Regions from separate parts of the Zea mays genome. Here region 1 is linked to region 2. The links are chromatin contacts, called in public Hi-C maps. All regions are on one chromosome and are shown on one strand. Each heading gives the region's core, a stretch centred on a gene start, on an enhancer-like site or on the middle of the called end of the contact. The rest is flanking DNA. Distances are from core to core; before and after follow the strand shown. Region 1 holds the start of LOC100280993 (60S ribosomal protein L9). Region 2 holds the start of LOC100501625.

Region 1 (2,703 bases), core at 137-2,636, 280 kb before region 2:
CCGTCCAAAAACTTTCGGATATCCTTCTTCTTCACATGACATTTCTGTAGACGAACGGAGAAAACTTGTTCAGTCACACAAATCAATAGTACAGCGATCCACCAGTAGACGTTATATAACAGCAATCAGCAAAACTAATAGAGATTCATGATGGCAGTCACACAAATCGTAGCACATCAATCCACCAATAGTGATGTGAATATCTAAATACACGCAGGAACTGAAGACACAATAATCGTACTAGACAAAAGGCAATAATATACCCTGATCATGCAGTAAGCAACAGGTACAAAATTAAACAGGGCAACAATAGATTGATCACGTCGGTATTCTACAGCATGAGCATTTCCACCCAAGTTAGGACCATGACCAACCATAGGATTCACAGGGTGTTAGGTGTTTGCTGTTATTAAATACACCTAACATAAAAGCGCTGCACTTAGTTGTTGAGAGCACAATCATAAACTAAAATTGCTAACACATGGATGATGGACACTTGCACATCTAGACACTGCCGGGCAGTAGTTAAAAGTGTGATCTGCCTACACATTTCAAGCCAAAACCACCTGGACACACTATAATTCAAGCACAGCCTATGCGCTACGACTTTACCATTCAATATCGGATTCAGATCAGTATAATTCAGCAATAACAAGGAATAAATGTAAGGATCATGATCTACCACATCAAAGCACATCTGACACTGCATATAGCAGGCACTCGTAAGTAGGTAGGTAAGTATTCACCTGGTTGATGAGGGCGGCGGAGCGAGATACGAGCTCGACGTCGTTTCCGTCAAGGATGAGCTCATCCTTGACCTTCTCGGACCGGAGGATGGTCACGCCATCAAGCATGTCCACCTTCCTGACCTGAACGACACCGACCGAGTTAAGTCATACACGACACATGATAAACCCACCGCAGATCTCGTGTGGAAACAAACAGAAACAGAGATGGGTACCTACCTTCTTCTCGCCGAGGAAGTTCCTAATCTCGATGGCTGTGTTGCTGTTGGTGATGGAGGCGTTGATGGGGAAGTGGGCGTAGACGAACCTCATCTTGTAGCGGTAGCCCTTGGTGACCCCCTTGATGAGGTTCTGGACGTGGGAGATGGCGGTGCGGATGGCGGCCATGGTGCGGCGGGTGCCGAACCAGGCGTCCACCTTGAGCTTGCGGCCGGCCTCCTGCAGCTGGAAGTCGAGGTTGAGGTGCTTGAAGTTGCGGGTGAGCTTGCCGCGGGGGCCCTCCACCGTGACCAGCTTGGCGGCCACCGTGACCATGACGCCCTCCGGGATGTCCATCGTCTCCGACGCCAGGATCGTCTTCATCTTGCCCGGTGGGTGCTGCTGCGGCGGGCGGCGGAGAGGAGGATGGTTTGGCTGTGTGCGCGTACCGCGTAGGAGGACGGCGCGCTGAGGGAGAGCCTTTTATGTAAAGGAGGTGGTGACGGGTATGGTTCTGTCTGTGGTTTGATCGGGCGATCCCCGCCGTCGGATCGGTGGCTTAGGGTTTGCTTGCAGGTCCAAGAGGTCAGGTGGGCCAGTACTAGCACTGGCCCATTTGTCTGGGCTTCATGCCTTCATACCATCATTAGATGGGCCGCAGAATGGATGCCTCTACCAGCGGGTGCAATTTGTCTACTTTTGCAAGAAAACTGTTAGGCCTCCTATGACAGGGCATTCGGCTCCTCTAAAAACAAACAGTTCCCTTTCTATCTTCTTTCATTCTTTGACTTCTTTAGAGGAATCAGAGCTGGTTTACAATTTATTTGATAAAACAGTTTCTCTTATTTCTTTTTTCAAATGATGGATGAGAAAAATATAAGAGAAGCCAGTAGAAGACATGTTTTTGGTGCTGTTGCTCCCAACAAAAAATCGGCTCCAGCTCTTAGAGAGCTCTCGACGAGCAGTCATTTCTTTAACCATTTGTTTGGCGGAGCTTCATAATGAGCCTAAGCTAGAGCCAGCCGTGCCAAAGACACCCTTAGGGTTCGTTTGGGATAAAGAGTAATGGAGGGGATTGAGGGGGCTAGAATCCCTCACTATTCAAAATTAAGTAGTGGAGGATTCTAGCCCCCTCAATCCACTTTATTACCTTTGATTCCAAACAAGCCCTTAATCATCTCTAACAAAAGAACGGACTATCAGTAAAGTTTTATCCACGTCCATCTAAAAGAAGAGGAGCCACCTGTCAGTGAAGAGAGCTGTATCAGCATATAGATCGGAGGTTCACATTGTGTGACTCATCACCATCGACAAATTAAACGACCTTTCACCTTCAACGATCATATCCCTCCTGAAAGTAAAGTCACAGACGTATACAGCTTTTTGCCGCCTGATATACATGATCGACTCTCTCTCGCTTTATTTTTCTCTTTTATGTGTGGCGTACAGGTACAGGTACAGGTACAGCCGCTTGCTGTGCGATCGAGGCAGGCGAAGGTTGATGCCTCGCTGGAAAAACGAGCGGACGCAGTGCGATGTGGCCCTGCATGGACTGAACGGACCTGCTAGCTGCGGTGCTGCTCAATGAACAGAGACAGAGAGTGGTCGACGACGATCATGGCATGCAACTCTGCAATACAAGCTGCCTACCTTACCTACGCGTTGCACTTGCACAGCGCAGCAGGGCAGGCAACTAACTGTACACTACTACTACACATGCATGCATGTTCTTGCACAGGTAGCTGTCGTCGTCTCTGTC
Region 2 (2,792 bases), core at 45-2,544:
TATATATATATATATATATATATATATATATATATATATATATATATATATAGTATTTGTTTAATATATAACTCTGCTAGTATATATAGTATTTGTTCTGAATTCAAAATCAGTATCAATTTATAAGTGTTCTCTCTAAAAAGAAACATATATATATATATATATATATATATATATATATATATATATATATATATACTTTATGACCCCATAATAATAAAAAAAGAGATACGGAAGTGTACTACTTGTGTTCTACAAGAAGCATTCGTATACAATCTTCCTATTAATTAGCGTGCCTAACCGTACCATGCATGCAATTCTACACGTCAGAATATATCTCTCTGTTTTTTTTTTGTTGTTCTGGCACATTGAACACGGAATTGCATTGGGTTGGGTGGGAGAGGAAGAAAAAAAGAGGGAGAAATGTTCTTGACGCACAGATCGACGGCGGCTGTCTTGTAGTACCCCCAAATTCGCCATTCTCCTATGAGGGCGGGCGGCCGCGCGCGAGCGAGAATCGATGCTCCGGATTTTGATGTGGACCTAAAGCAGCGCATGCCAATGAAAGCAGAGACAGTGGGAATTGCATTGGATTTTAGTTCTTTATTTCGTTCGTTCTCAGCTCAGAGAGAGAGAGAGAGAGATATGAAAAAAAACATGATGCATGTTCTTAAACATGGCCCTAAATAGAGGCCGAGTGCTCGTCAAAGGCAGCATCCAATGCCCCTACAGTAGAAGCGATTGACGCATGCATGCCCCGGACGGATCGGAGGAGGGAGCGACGGACATCTAATCAAACCTAACGACGACGACCCAGCCTGCTTGCCAAAACTGATTAGAAAAGATGCATGAGCTGCTTTTAAATGTTCTTCGATCCACGAGAGAGCTGGGTATTCTTCATATTCTGTTCGCTTGGCTAGCTAGCTGCACAATTTGCTCGTCATGCATCAAACATGCACATCTTCCAGATTGCAGATATAATATTCTCATCAGGCCAGGGTCAGCAAATTAAAGCAAACAGTGTTGTCCGGCCGTAAGCATCAGCAGGACAGCAGCTAGTAGCTACTACCCAGGCAGCCAATGGCTTCTAATTAATCATGTGTCGTATAGCTAGCTATACCTGCTGATTCCTTGATCACGTACTACTACGTGTTACGAAAACGAAACGAAGCCGATCGAGATCGATGCTTTCAGATGCCATGTATGTAGTACGTGCATCACCCCAGCACCTCTCGAGCGCCACTATAAAGCCGTGCCATATCCAGAAGGGAACTGCTCATCACACAAATTAAAGCCGCCAAGAGTCCCAGCAGATCGATCGAACAGCTAGCTAGCTAGCTATATAGCGAGAGGGCTCCATCCATATCCATCCATCTGCTACTGCTAGCAGCTGCTGGCTGTTGCTGCTTGCATTGAGATGTGGATGATCAGCGCAGGGCGCATGGAGCAGTGGGCGCCGACGGCGGCAATGGTGGCCACCAACGTCGTGATCGCCGTCATGACGGCGCTGATCAAGCAGGCACTGAGCCTGGGCATGAACAGGCTGGTCCTCATCACTTTCCGCCAGATGGTGGCCACACTGTTCCTTGGACCCATCGCCTACTTCAAGGAAAGGTACGAGGGTGCTGTTGGTGGTGTGCTGTGGTGCCAAAAAAGGCGTGCAAATCCATTCCAATGAGAAAAATATGAACAGTTAGTTGCTATAGCTGGTCGTTTCATGCATATGCATGCATGGCTATATATATAAGTTGACGGCCATTGCTTCTTTTTCTTCTTCACCCCCCTGCAGGAGGATGAGACCGAAGTTCACTTCCGAGATCTTCGTGTACATGTTTCTCAGTGGAATTCTTGGGTAATTAAACACCGACTCCACTCGTCAATCGACCGCGTAGACACTGCTTGCTTTTAACGATTCATCAGCTGGTTCTTCTTCGTTGTCTAAATTGTTCCTTTCACTGCTTCTTGTTTGCCTGCTGCAGGCCGGTGCTGCTTCAGTACACACTGTTTGTCGGATTGGATTACACGACGGCAACATTCGCTGCAACGTTCGGAAATATGCTTCCAGTGGTTACTTTCCTGATATCACTTGCTTTCAGGTACCCATCCTCCTCCTCCTTCTTTTTCAGCAGATTTACATGATTTCTCCTCTCTCTCTCTCTCCATCTCTCTGACTCTCCCTCCATCTCTCTCTGACTCTCCCTCTGTCGAAATGTCTAGGCCGTAAACTTACAGTATATATTTCTATTATAAAACCCCATGGCATAAAAATAATTGACTGCAAAGTAGTAGAGTGCTATTATTGGCACTAATAATAATAATAATAATAATAATAATAATAATAATAATAATAATAATAATAATAATAATAATAATAAGATACAGTGGCTATCGATCACCGCTATGTATTAAGTTGCATGTACCAATCAATTTAACCCAAAAGCTTAAAGCTGATATATACTCCAACACTCTCCCTCACGTCGAGTCTCTCTTGGGTCTCAGACGTGGAATAGGAGCGACCAATAATTATTTTATTTTAATTGCGCTAACCAGAATTCGAACTCGTGACCTCTGGTTCTGATACCATATTAAGTTGCATGCACCAACCAATTCAACCCAAAAGCTTAAGCTGATAGAAAAAAGTGGACAATTCACTTATATTATACTCCAACACTATGGCCTATGGCACCTTACATGGAAATCAACTAGTGCTACATCCTAAACATGGCACCTAAGAAAAGAAAGGAAGCTTCAACAAACTCCCATGGATAAAGAAACGAGCTGATTTCAAAATG

The links. A called contact is a pair of places that touch in the nucleus more often than the background predicts.
Region 1: a contact with region 2 is called in a Hi-C map of ear, with 2.2 times the contacts expected there. The contact joins the promoter of LOC100280993 here to the promoter of LOC100501625 in region 2. A contact is called at or near these places in 8 of 25 Hi-C or Micro-C datasets (bundle sheath, ear, endosperm and 3 more).

Annotation. Positions count from the first base shown.
Region 1 is chr9:29,134,473-29,137,175 of Zm-B73-REFERENCE-NAM-5.0, reverse strand. LOC100280993 (60S ribosomal protein L9) reads right to left here and starts at 1,386. Exons shown (of 3, transcript NM_001368334.1): 1 at 966-1,386; 2 at 747-869; 3 at 1-44. The coding sequence starts at 1,328.
Region 2 is chr9:28,857,338-28,860,129 of Zm-B73-REFERENCE-NAM-5.0, reverse strand. LOC100501625 reads left to right here and starts at 1,294. Exons shown (of 6, transcript NM_001196308.1): 1 at 1,294-1,614; 2 at 1,790-1,852; 3 at 1,980-2,096. The coding sequence starts at 1,418.